2 separate regions of the Sus scrofa genome follow, and region 1 is linked to region 2. The links are chromatin contacts, called in public HiChIP or PLAC-seq maps. All regions are on one chromosome and are shown on one strand. The core of a region is the stretch at or near the end of the contact, and the rest is flanking DNA. Distances in the headings are between cores, read along the strand shown. Region 1 overlaps KIF13A (kinesin-like protein KIF13A). Region 2 overlaps KIF13A (kinesin-like protein KIF13A).

Evidence for each region. HiChIP or PLAC-seq counts read pairs in DNA pulled down with a chosen protein or histone mark.
Region 1: an H3K27ac HiChIP or PLAC-seq map of skeletal muscle shows a contact between it and region 2, with 2.9 times the contacts expected there. The contact joins two enhancer-like sites. A contact is called at or near these places in 1 of 47 Hi-C or Micro-C datasets (embryonic fibroblasts) and 1 of 2 datasets of contacts at active chromatin or transcription factors (skeletal muscle).

Annotation. Positions count from the first base shown.
Region 1 is chr7:13,704,357-13,710,915 of Sscrofa11.1, forward strand. The region is part of intron 2 of KIF13A (kinesin-like protein KIF13A); the gene reads right to left. Among named protein-coding and RNA genes, the nearest start is that of KIF13A, 9.2 kb to the right of the region's middle. Within about 2 kb of position 1,620, at least 8 of the 83 cell types and tissues checked have an H3K27ac peak or open chromatin away from gene starts, as enhancers often do. A contact at or near this core is called in skeletal muscle, where this site is marked.
Region 2 is chr7:13,574,344-13,581,314 of Sscrofa11.1, forward strand. It overlaps KIF13A (kinesin-like protein KIF13A), which reads right to left. Exons shown (of 40, transcript XM_021100220.1): 8 at 6,130-6,264; 9 at 4,926-5,038. Among named protein-coding and RNA genes, the nearest start is that of NUP153, 110 kb to the left of the region's middle. Within about 2 kb of position 1,683, at least 6 of the 83 cell types and tissues checked have an H3K27ac peak or open chromatin away from gene starts, as enhancers often do. A contact at or near this core is called in skeletal muscle, where this site is marked.

The DNA of each region.
Region 1 (6,559 bases), core at 370-2,869, 130 kb after region 2:
AGCTCTGGGTCAAACGCGAGGTCATTCACATAAGAAAATCTAAACTTCACTTAGGCTAACTTTTAAATAGATGGGTGAGGTTATTTCAACGCATCAAAGTACAAAAGCAAACCTATACCCTGCCATTCAAAAAATTCAATTATACACGCAAATAATTTCCGTTGAATATTTAAAGGAAAAAAAAAAATGGAGACAATGATTTCCACTGCCTAATTCACTACAAAAACGCAGACTATTCTACTCCAAAAAACTTAGTTACACTACCATGCTAATGTTACCTATTTGTTACAGTAACTCTAGATCAAAAAAGCAGATGTTTAAAACTGGATAAGGCTGCTCAAATTTAACACCATTATCTTGATAAGCTTTCCCTGCCACACTCCTTCTTCCTTACTCAAAACATTACCCTTGAAACAAGTAATTTTAAGGATCTCTCTCAATGCAATACTGTAACCATCCCCTGGTACAATTCAAATGGGTGAATACTAAGCTTTAATTAACTATGTAAATAGAAGTCATTAAGGATAGGAAACAAAAGACAAAAGCAAACAAAAAAACGCTAACAGTTTGTTATCTAATTTAAAAAGGAGCAGAAGCAACTACAAGTTCAGCCAGACATCTTAACCCTTCATGGAGCTGGGATATGGATAGGTGGGCACACAAAGCATCCCTGGTGAGGTCTTGTTTTATTCAACTACAAAATGTAAATATATTTAAAGGCTTGTTAATCTGTTTAACAAACCACACGAGTGTTCCCTGTACATGGCCCTCCCAAAATTTGGGATCTATCCACTCAGCACTCGCAAGAGAAGAGCTCAGCACAGCACGGTTTGCTTTTTTCCAATTTTCCCCTGAGGCTCCCAGCTTGAGATACAGGGATAGTTATGGTCATTCTTGGTGGGTGTACAATCAAGGGAGTGTCCCTTCAGGATGACACAAAGAGCCAACAGCAAAGGGTAAAGCTTCCCTTTCCTCAAAGCCTTCCTTCCTGTTCCCTGTCTTAAAAAAAAAAAAAAAAAAAAAAAAAAGACTGAATTTCTTCCCTTCAGGGAACTGCACACAAATGATTTCCTCTCGCCTCTTCTAAGAGCAGCAAAGCTCATCACACCTACAGACCAGACTCCAAAGGGCCAGATGGAATCACTAACTCCACCCTGCTTTCAAAAGAATAGGAAGAGGACACAAACCTCTCTCTTCCTCTCTCTTCCTTCCTCTCTCCCTCCCTCTCTTTCTCGCTCTCTCTGCCCCACCAACAATTTGTCTCACCATCAAAGATAAGAAATACTGGCGTTTAACCATAGTTTGGGTGGGGTTAGGGCAGAACCCTCAGAAACAAAATAAGCTGCCCCAGGAAGCTTTAGGCTTGCTGCTCTGGAAATGCCATTTCTCCACCCCCACATGTACATACTTATCACAGAACACAGCTGTCTGCCTGCAAGAACAGCTTAAAAATCACTGGTTCCTCAAAAGAACACAACTGCACAAGATAACAACTAATTGAAAGGTCCGAATCAGAAGGCTGACAATGGCCTAGAGGCACCCAGGAAAGCTGCTGTCCCAGCTGAGACACAGAGAGTATCTGTGCAGAAGCCAGGCTCCTGGGCGCAGGGGTACTGGTGTCAGCTGTCTGGAGCTAGTGGCTGTCTCATTTCACTTGACACCTCCAATGGTCACATCAGCTACTACAGGCAAACAGGGCCTCCCAAGAAAGTGACCTTGTCTTCCCCAGTTCTCCCAACAACCTGACAAGGAGTAAATTACAGTGCAACCCACTTCAGCTCCTGTATGTGTTAGCTACTTACTCCATCTGATTCAACTCTATATGCAGGTATAGCCGTATTAGAGCTTAAAAAAACAAAACCCGAAAATCTTAAAGATGGCCTAGATTAGCTGGCAGTTTGACAAATGAAGAGACGCAGATGGAAAAGGGTTATTGGCTAGCTCAAGGATACAGACCAGGTTCGTGGCAGGACCAGGCAGTGCCAAGACCTCCCATCTAGCTATCACACCATCCTGATCCAAAAGCTTAGGCTGGGACTGCCGTGTAGATCTAGGGCCTGAATTGGGGAAGTGTGGTCCACAGACCTTTAGAAAGCTGAAAACCCTGTGCTTCCCAAGATGTCAGGTGAAGGGGCTGGCTGAAGGGACAGGCAAGGACCCTGCATCTAGACGCCTGAGCCAATTCCTTCCCCCTCTGCCACCGCATAAGTAAAAACAAATAAGCTATTTTGATTAAATACACCTGGCTAGAGAGTAGGAGTTTTTTTAATGGGAGACAATTTATTTAGCTTTGTGAGGCTTAACTTTCATAATAATACATACCCTTGGCACAGGAGGAGCCTATTAAAGCTCCATGAGTTGCCTTAATAAGGTAAATATTTAGGCTGAGTTTATGAGGCTTTCAGACCTGAGATGTTAATGATTACGAGAATTTTTGCATACATGACCACAATCAAAATGGCAAAATAACCAAAGGACAAGCTGTAAAACTGGGCTTTAAAACCTGGTTTATTAAACTAGACCCGCGTATGTCAAGCATGGCTACTCATCGGAATCAACTGCCAACCAGGTGAGTTAACTACCTCAGACACTCAGGTAGTCCCACCTTCAGATGACCAGAGCCTCAGACTTTGGCCTTCAAGATGAGGCCCCAGGCATCGTGGAACAGGGACAAGTCCTATCTGCTCTGTCCAAATTCCTGGCCCACAGAATCCAGGAGGATAAAAAAATAGTGGTTTCATGCTATATAGCACCGGGAACTATATCTAGTCACTTATGATGGAGCAGGATGGAGGATAATGTGAGAAAAAGAATGTGTGTGTGTGTGTGTGTGTGTGTGTGTGTGTGTGTATATGTATATATATATATATATATATACATATACACCTGACTGGTCACTTTGCTGTACAGTAGTAAATTGACAGAACACTGCAAACTAACTATAATGGAAAAAATTAAAATCATTGGAAAAAAAAAGTGGTTTCAGAGCTCTAACTCTGGGGGAGATTGGCTAAGGAGCAATAGTAACTAGAGAGACACACGGAAATTCGTTTAAAAAATCCTAACAGCCCAATTAAGCCAGAGACTCTGGGGGTAGGACCTGAGCATCTATTTTTAAAGCATCTCTGGGGGTTCAAATGTGCAAGCAAGATTTCGAACGATGTCCAGACCTGTACTGTCCAATATAGTAGCCACATGTAGCTGTTTCATTTAAACTAATGAAAATGAAATGAAATTTAATTCAGTTCTTTGGCTGCACGGCCACATTTCAAGTAATCCTACACCAAGAGGGGTCACCATATTGGACAGCGGTGTGTAAAACATTTCCACCTACCGGACGGTGCTGGTCCAGAGCAGTGATTCTCAAAAGTGTGGTCCTGCGCTAAGAGCATCAACATCACCTGAGGATTTGTCAAAAATGCAAACTCTCAAGCCAAGCCATGGGAGCAGAACCTTGGCGGGTGGGGCTCTCTAAAGGACTCTGGTGTGCTCTCTGGTGTGAGAACACCTGCATGGTTACTCCCCACACAAAATCATTTTCTCCATAACCTAGCTCATACTTAAATCTAAAAATGGTCAACTTTTAACTCCATTATAATGTAAGGAAATGGTTCATGTTATACAACTTCAAAGATGTACTTCTGTGTTAGCAAGCTTGCTTGAGAAGAAATACCTTTCAATTAGTAAAGGATTCTACAAAAGTTCTAAGAAGATGCTCCCGGTCATTTATAATCATTATGAGAAACAACTCTCAGGTCCAAAAATACAGAAATTTGGTTAAAAATTATGAAATGCTACTCAATTATTAAAATTATTAGCTATGAAAATTGTGAGGCATGACAAAATACACATGGGAGAATGGCAAACAGAAGTCTGCAATTTCAACAACTTAAATTTATGGATAAGGACAAAATGAAGGAAGAGGAAAAATAACAATAATAGATTTTTTTGGTTTGGCTGGATAAGGATACTTCCTCCCACCCCACCCTATTCCCCCAACCCCCTTTTTATTTCTGCCACGCTTCTTCAAAAACATTTTAGAGTAGGAGTTCCCATTGTGGCTCAGTGGGTTAAGAACCTGACACAGTGTCCATGAAGATGTGGCTTTGCTCTCTGGCCTCACTCAGTGGGTTAAGGATCCAGGCTACCACAAGCAGTTGCCGCAAAGTGCAGTGGAGGTCACAGATGAGGCTCAGATCCAGTGTTGCCACAACTGTGGTGTAGGCTGGCAGCTGCAGCTCTGATTCTGCCCCTAGCCTGGGAACTGTCATATGTCACAGAAGCAGCCATAAAAAGAGAAAAAAAATTTAGAATATTTTAGGAAGCAATCTTTTAAAAAGATGCAATTGTGCTTTGATGTGAAAGGTCCATTTCAAGGATAATTTGGTAAAAAAGTTCTACACAGTATCAATGATTCACTGAATCTCAGAGTAACATGAAATCAAGACTTCATTCAAGCAAATGATGGGTCCTGGACCAGTTGTCCTCCTAATTCTGAGAGTCTACAAGAATGGCTCCTTTCTTTTTAACCTGAGATCTTACAATCAAATATAAGAATTATGCATTTTTGGAGTTCCCATCGTGGTACAGTGGTTAACGAATCTGACTGGGAACCATGAGGTTGCGGGTTCGATCCCTGGCCTTGCTCAGTGGGTTAAGGAACCAGCATTGCCGTGAGCTATGGTGTAGGTCACAGACAAGGCTTGGATCTGGCGTTGCTGTGGCTCTGGCGTAGGTCAGCAGCTACAGCTCCAATTCGACCCCTAGCCTGGGAAACTCCATATGCCGCGGGAGCGGTCCTAGAAAAGGCAAAAAGACAAAAAAAAAAAAAAAAGAATTATGCATTTTTACAACAAAATTTTAGAGATGTGAAAACTGCACATTTTTTCCTTTTTTTTTTTTTTTTAGTTTCCACATAGTTGCTGGGTGGTAAAATGCCAAACAAGCTAATTTCCAAGGAAAAATTTCTCACATTTTCTTCTTACACTTGCAAATCTAAATTCCCAGAAGCATTCTGTAGAGTGATCTTTGAAAAGACAGCTCCTGAACCCCATATAGATCAACTCTTGACTGCTTTAATACATGTTTTCATGTGAATTTTAGTATTATTTCCTTTCCTGACAGTTCTGTTAGTAAAATTCATTTCTTACACTGTCAAGGTACAAAGTACTCTTTCTGAATGTTTTTATACGTCAATTTATCTGCTATTCTGTTTCCTCTGCTGGTAATGTTCTCCAAACTCCTTTAAATTCTAAATGCATAAAAACTCTGTTCTTAGCTCCAGGGAAAATCTAAGAAAGGGTAACTATGGTTGAAACACTGTCAGAAACCTAGAAGTCTTCAGGAAGCTTACTATTTGGGGAAGACTTCTTCCTGTAAATTTCTTTAAAACATGAATGCATAGCATATGTAATTTTATTAAAAACTGGAAACAATCCAAGTTATCCACTTATGTCTAACTAGATTTTGCCAGAAGCAGCCAAGTGGTAGGATGATACACTGGCCAGTTTAGTATCAGTTTGAGAATTTTTCCCAACCCAAAAAGCATATAAATTTTAAAACTAAAGGTGACCCCTCCAAAAAAAAAAATCTGATTTTTTTGCAATAGTGATACAAAAATAGGATTTTTGTAATTTTTCCAGCTTTTGTACTGACTACAACTAATTATCTTTATGAATGTGGATAACTAAGAATTATTTAAAGGAGCTACTACACTCAATTCCAGCATTTATATGTGCTCTTAAGAAAAAATTTTTATTTCTATTGTTGGAGGTTAAAAATAAAAGGGATTTGACAGAACTTTTTAATAATAATAATTTTTTAAAAACAGCAAAGAGAATTTACAAAATGCTTTCAGGGTGCTAGGCATTGCCGAATCTAAGCCCTGAGAACATAAAGATGAATCATATATAGTCCTTGTCCTAGAGAAAGCCCAAACCCTATCTAACTAGATACATTTGAGGAAGACTCTTAACATAAAAGACGGACACCAACACAAACAAAACAATGCACTTAAAAAAAAAAAAAAAAAAAGCCGACTATATAGAGGAAACTGTCATTAGTACCTTCAAAAAGACACAGAAAATGCCACAACCAGGAAACTTAGACACTATTTTTTTTAAAGACTGAAAGAGCTTTTAGACATTAAAAATATGATATCAGAAAAAATTAAACATAAAAAGTAAAAAATAAAGTAGAACAAATCTCTCAGAAGGTGGAACAAAACCAAGAGATGAAAAGTAGAAAGGAAAAACAAAATAATTAGATGACCAGTTCAGGAAACCCCATGTCCAAATAAGTGTTCCAGAGAACACAGTAAATGAAGAAGAGAATTTGTTAATGAATTAACAATATTTTCCGAACTGAAGGATAAAAGTTTCCAGATCCAAAGGCCCACCACTGTGATTTCACAAAAACGGAAAAGCAAGAATATTCTATAAGATTTCAGTAAGGGAAAATCTAGGTCACATCTAAAGGATTAGAAATCCAAATAGCTTTGGACTTTTCAAAAGAAATGCTAGTAACTAGAAGACACTAAAGCAACCACTATCTTTAAAAT
Region 2 (6,971 bases), core at 433-2,932:
CTCTTGACATGCAGATCCTGTAATGTGCAAGCGGTAAATTAACAAGGACCCCCTGTCTGCCCTTGAATAATGCACAGAAGGCAGGCCACTTTTATTTTCCGTAGGTACAAGTTCACGTTTGATTATTCAGGCAATACTCACCAAAGTGAGGTTTCCCAGAGGAAATGAACAAGAGTCATGGAGGATACTCCAGAAGAAAAAATTCGAGTCAATATTATGCTTATGTTATTATACCATTAATTACATGACAGAATCCTAGGAGTAACATATATTAATATCCCTAGAACAAGTTTTAGAAGAATTCAGTTTGGGAAATGTTTGGCACATACTTTATTATTAACCACAGTAATTGAAATGGAAATGAGACTGGGAAAGGTCTCATTAGATGAATCCTGTTGGCAGTCAATAGCTGGCTGTTGCTAAGAATAAAACAGAACATTTTTGTTTGTTTGTTTGTTTGTTTTGCTTTTTAGTGCTGGGCTGCACCCATGGCATATGGAAGTTCCTAGGCTAGGGGTCGAATTGGTAGTTGCAGCTGCCAGCCTTTACCACAGCCACACAGGATCTGAGTCGAGTCTGCAACCTACACCACAGCTCAAGGCAACACCAGATCCTTAATCCTCTGAGTGAGGCCAGGATGGAACCCACATCCTCACGGATACTAGCTGGATTCATTAACTGCTGAGCCACGATGGGAACTCCTGCTTTTATTTTTGCTCCTCCCACCTTTTCAATCCCCAGAACCATTTCTACTGACATTCCTGCAGGTATTAGAGTGCATTCGATGATGAGTTCTCAGAAAAGCGGACCCAGGCTGACTCCAGCGGCCTCATCCGTCCAGCCTCAGTAGATGATTTCCAGAAGTGAAGACGGATGGTCTATAGACAACCTATCCCTCCAGGGTTGGACAAGCCCAGGCGGTGCGTTACACCTGCTCCGCCTGAAGGAGTCATGCGTACGGGAAAGCTCTTCAGAGCTTAATTAAGGAGAGATGAAGCTCCTCGACCCAGAGTCCATTAAGCAGACACTCGTGTCTGTGTGAAGTCCCTGGCAGGTCTGCTTAAGAGGATTACTAATGCTCTATCCAAGGAAGCCCCAAGAGGAGGCTGAGGGAAAGCTCAGGAAACATGTCAGAGATTTCTTTTAATTTTAGTCCTCCACCAGGCACTGATGTTAAGGCTTAAGAAGCCATTTGCGGAACCACTGGGCAAAAGTTTCAGTGCATTATTTATTTTACCTTATCAGTACACACCTACATAGAGTGTACTGTGCCACGTAGGCGTGTTCTAAGCATGCTACAAATAGTTACTAGTTTAAGCCTCCTAAGAGCCCTACTCATTACATTGTTTCCTCACTCACATTTCACAGTTGAGGAAACCAAGGCACAGAAAGGTCACATCCCTAGTTTCTGTAACCAAGCAAATCCAGGGTTTCCTCTGGGAAGCCAGCCCTCCCTGAACCTCCAAGTTGTGTTGTCATCTGTGTCCCCACCACACCCATGTAATAGTTCCATCCCTCCAAACGTGCATGGCATGGTCTTATTGTGAGATATCCCACTGATTCAGTGACTATGGACCAATGACCATGCTGAGAACTTGGATGTCCCCTGGTGGGAAGCTGGATCTGCAGTGGGCTCCTGGCATGTCTGCACCAACTCAGGGAGATGAGAAAGATGTGTGGGGTAAAGAAATAGCCCTGGACAGAGGTTCAAGGGAAAGGGTTCAGAGGCAGCTCTACTCCCTTCGAGGCAGCTATTTTGGGAAAAGCACAAGACCAATCTGGCAAACATCCACAGGCTGGTAAATGTGTCCTAAAAAAAAAAAAAAAAAAAAAAAAAAAAAATCCCTGCTCCATGCATAAAGGCTGGGTTATGCAGCATTCTCAACATTACTGGGTCAAGAAAAATTCTCTTTCCTCCCTTTGTTTTTTCTGTTGAAGAAAATTTATTGTATCTTAACCTAGGTGCTCCTCAAAGGCAGCAATCATGAACAAATAACCACAGATACAGCACCTTACAACAACACAAATGTATTATCTTATAGTTCTGGAGGCCAGGAGTCCAGAATATGTTTCCTAGGGCTAGTTCCTTCTGGAGGCTCTAGGGGGAGAATCTGCTTCCTTGCCTTTTCTGGTTTCTACTTGCTGCCCCCATCTCTTGGCTCATGGCCCCTTCCTCCATCCTCACAGAAGTAGTGGACTGTGAGGTCTTTCTTACCCTACATCATTTGGGTTCTGGCTCTCCCATCTCCTTCTTTTCACTTGTAAGGAGTTTGGTGAAAACAGCAAACCCACCGAAATAATCTTCTCAAAATCATTAACTTAATCACATCTGCAAAGTCCCTTTGTGAGTCCCTTTGAGAATTTGGACCTGACATATTTGGGGAACAGGGAGGCAATATTCTGTCTCCAACAATATCTAAATTCCTCTCACATCCCCACATCTTATGCAGTGTCAGGCACATAGCAGAGGCTTAATAAACACCTGGCTCAGCTTTTACTCATACTGCTTAAATATCTCCAGCCAACAGTTTCCTCATCTTTAAATAAAGGTAAATAGATATACAATGAACCTCACACGAAATGATGCATATGAAAGTGCCCCGAAAACTATGAAGGACCTTAAAAATGTAGACATGTCATGGACTAGTAGGAAGAAATACCTACATTCATATAAGTAAAGAAAGATAGTAGGATGCTAAGAGAATTCCATTCACGTAGTCATAATGGAATAGAACCAGCTGCTGGGTTAAACGTGCTAAGTCACGTTATCATGTGCCCTTGGGACTAGTTTGGGACACTACAAAATTTATTGTCCAAATTGCAGGGGGCACTATAATACTTACTCTGGGACAAAAGTACCAATCAGGACTCTTCCAGGCAAACAGAATAGTGAGGCATATACAGCACAGCAGATGAGCCTGGGCTCTGCAGCTAAACTGCCTACAACCAAATCTAAGATCCATGCTGAGAGTTTTGTGACCTTGGACATATTATTTAACTACTCTCTTACTTGGTTTTCTCATTTACAGAATGGGGCTAACAAACCCATCTCATTACACTGATCTGAGGATCAGATGAGTTATCACAAACAGGGCATTCAGAACAGTGCCTGGCATGTAGCAAAAAGTCAATAGACGTTAGTGACCACTGCAGGTCAAGGCAGCCACACTCTTAACTTTCCACGAATTCACAGCACACAATTCCCAGTGTCCTCCCATGAGCGGAGCCACGGGCCAAGGGGCTGACATGGCTTAGCACCAGTAAAGTCCTTCCTTTGGCACCTGCTTCCTCATTCCCATCCCGGTTCTTGTGCTCTGGACCGCAGAGCTGTAGTGCTTGTCTGCCCTCCTACAATGCTTTGTCATGAAACAGAGCAAAAGCCCTTGTTATGAGAGCAGGAGACAGAACGACTGGAAGTTAGCCCCCCCCCCCACAGCAGCAGTCTGTGCAATGAGCATGGCTGCGTCCACCTGAGAGAGGGGGTGATAGTTCACTGCCCGTTTTAAACTTTGATAAACTTTTGCATAATTACCGTGTGTTAGCACCACCCTAAAATGCAAGTTGCACAAACATGTTCCTGAACATATTACTTCTGGTCACCTTCTGTCCTAAACAAAAGCCCGAGTTAGTTTCTTAACACCACCAACAAAAAATATTACAAATACAAACTAAACTACTTTCTGCTGAACCTGGAATAATGAACATGCTCTTTATATAGATTATAAAAATAATAGCTACAACAATTAATATTTATTCAGTATATACGACATGCCAGGCATTGTTCTAAGCACATGACCAGCATTTTAATCCCCAGCAATTCTATGAAGCAGGTACTGTTATCACCCCCATCACAAAGATGAGAAAAATGAAACACAGAGAGGTGAATTCACTTGCCTGTGATACTTACGTGTTTAGTGAGTGGTGGACAGGATTAAACCCAGGCAGCCTTGCTCAAACACATTTATTTTATTTTATTTTATTTTTTGCTTTTTAGAGTCGCACCTGAGGTATATGGAAGTCCCCAGGCTAGGGGCTGAATTGGAGCTGCAGCTGCCAGTCTACACCACAGCCACAGCAATGTCAGATCCAAGCCGTGTCTGCAACCTATGCCACAGCTCACATCCTTAACCCTCTGAGCAAGGCCAGGGATCAAGCCCAAATCCTCACGGATACTACTTGGGTTCTTAACCCACTGAACCACAACAGGAAACCCCCAAGTACATACTCATAAATGCAAACTCTGCTCCCTCTCACGCTGGAGAACAGGGGGACTTCTGCATACCAGGAAACATGCTGGGATACTACGGGACTGAAAGAACAAGCCCTTCATCTGTGCCTTTGCTGCACCCTCCGCCTGGAGTGCCTTTACCTCACCTCCACCTGGCCAGCTCCGACACACCCTGCACCACTCGGCTCTCCTTCAGCCCCCAGTGTATCCTGGGCACGCTGCAGGTACTCATGGCAAAGAATGAGATTTCAGGATGGCAGTTATTCAATACCTGTTACTTTTTTTGTTGTGTGGAGGTGTTGATGTTTAAACAGTATTAGCTTGACAAAGGGGTTCGAAGCAGATTTTTCTCCTTAGGATAAGCGTCTCGAGTCAAATTTAAGATATGATTTGATTTTCAAAATTGGGACTTGCGTTTATACAAGACAACATTATACAGCGATACTCTGGGTGTCTGTACAATGTTTGAACTAGGTCATGCTACGCTATTGCACTTAAATAAACATCATGTATCTCAGTAGAGGCAGGCGGATGTTGTTCTTCAACCCGGTTCACTAAAGCTGCACAGACTCTGAACCGCGTGTGATCAGAGCCATGTGGCCCCTGGTAATGAAATACATACCCCCGCCCCCGCCCCAAGACACGCAAGAAGCTGGGGGAGATGTGCCAGCTTCTGGAATGGCCCCGGCCCCCTTACTTGTTAATGTTGCTGCCTTCTTTCAGTCGCTCTCCAGCGGCTCCAGTTTTGGACACTCTTTCGCTACCCGCCAGGTCCACCAAGCTGACCTTACTGACCTTCTCTCCCGAGTTCTAGGTGTGGGAAACGAGAGAAACGACACACCTGAATGCAGAAACCAGAGAGATATCTACATATGCGCCAGCCGCCCTGCTACAACAGGGCCGACTCCCCAGGAAGGTTTTATGTTTTAATTTAAAAAAAAATTTTTTTAAAGGTTTATTATTTATTTATGTATGTATTGTCTTTTGTCTCTTCAGGGCCACACCCGCAGCATATGGAGGTTCCCAGGCTTGGATCAAATTGCAGCTGTAGCTGCCAGCCTACACCACAGTCACAGCAATGCCAGATCTGAGCGACCTACACACCACAGCTCAAGGCAATGCTGGATCCTTAACCCACTGAGTGAGGCCAGGGATTGAACCAGTTTCCTCATGGATCTTAGTCGGCTTCGTTAATGACTGAGTCATGATGGGAACTCTGTGCCTAGGAAGGTTTTAAATGTTAAGATTTTAAACTTGAACTAGAAGTTTCATGGCCAAAACACATGGCAGCACGGCACCGAGTTTCACAGCTGAGTAGCAAGTGCTCTGGGTTTCCCAGAGTACAGTCAGGAATCTGGCGCTTTCAGGTGCCTACGAGAACATACCAGGACACGAGGGTTCCTGCATGTTCAGGTCAAATTCCTCCTGTTTTGAAAAAGCGTTCTTTAGGCTAAATGTTGTGGTTTCCTCTTTAATATCCTTTAATGACTATGAGGTAAACTCAGTTGTTTTCAGGGGAATTTAGTACCGAAGGATACATATTAAAAGCTGTATGGTGATCTCATCATGGTCTTTAGGGAGTCTACACAAGGAATTCTTTTTCTTTCTTTTTTTTTGGCCATGCCTATGGCATGCAGAAGTTCCTGGGCCTGGGATTGAACCCAGGCCACGGCAATGACAGTGCCAGATACTTAACCTGCGAGGCCACCGGGGAACTCAAAGGGATTCATCTTTTTTTTAAGTTATATATAAAGGCAGATCTAAAACGTTAAATGATATAAGCTAAGCAGCTCGTCTAGGAAGTAAAATGCTCAGCAACTGAAGCCTGCCGTGAAACAGTTCACTTGTGCAGGTATTTTGAGTTCTTTCACTGCCACCCAAGGTTCTATCGGATCCCTCACCCCAGACTGCAGGTCATACAGCGTCTGAGTGATGATAATGTTGAACACAGCATGGGAGCGGCTACTTTCTTCATTCATGTTGGTTGCAGCTACCGTCCGAGACTTATTCCCCTCAGACATCAATGACTCAATATCCTAGAGGCAAAGCACAAGGAAAACTTCATAAGCAAAAACCCTAAGAACACCATCCTGCCCATGAGGTGTGTGTATTAATCATGACCCCTCTGACGCATCCGTCACCACCCTTCCATATAAACCTCCCTGCTCTCCTCCGTCGAGCCTGTTTGAGCTTCCGCTCCCCTGGTGCTGCCCAGTGGATGACATGTTTCCCCCACTCTTTCTATCCTGCAGTCGTCTTCCTTCCTATCTTTCCCTGTGCAAGCTCCTAAGGAGAAAAGAGCTAATATTTATTGAACATTCTGGATACTCCACAATGTACTTAATGTATTTTATTCTAACTCTCCTGTACAGCGATCTACTGCTTGCTCATTTCCTCCCCCTTTCAACATCGTCGCTCTCCCAGGACAGGAAATTCTCCTTATTCAACCTTGTACACCTGCCTTAGAACACCTGGAACCTAATGCACTCATATAGTGTTTGAAGGATGACATTTAGAAAAGTAGTATTTTCCTGATTTTACAAACAGGGGCACTGAAGTTCATTGAAGTCAAATAACTTTTCCCATATCTAGTAAGAGGCAGAGTTGGATGCAAATCATAAACTCCCCAGCTCTTACTAATAGGTGACAGGAGGGGATGGATCCTGAGCCCAGTGACACTGAGCTAGGAGCCAGGCATCTTAGCAAAAGTGCTGACTTCGCACTTTTCTGAGGGGGGGGTCTC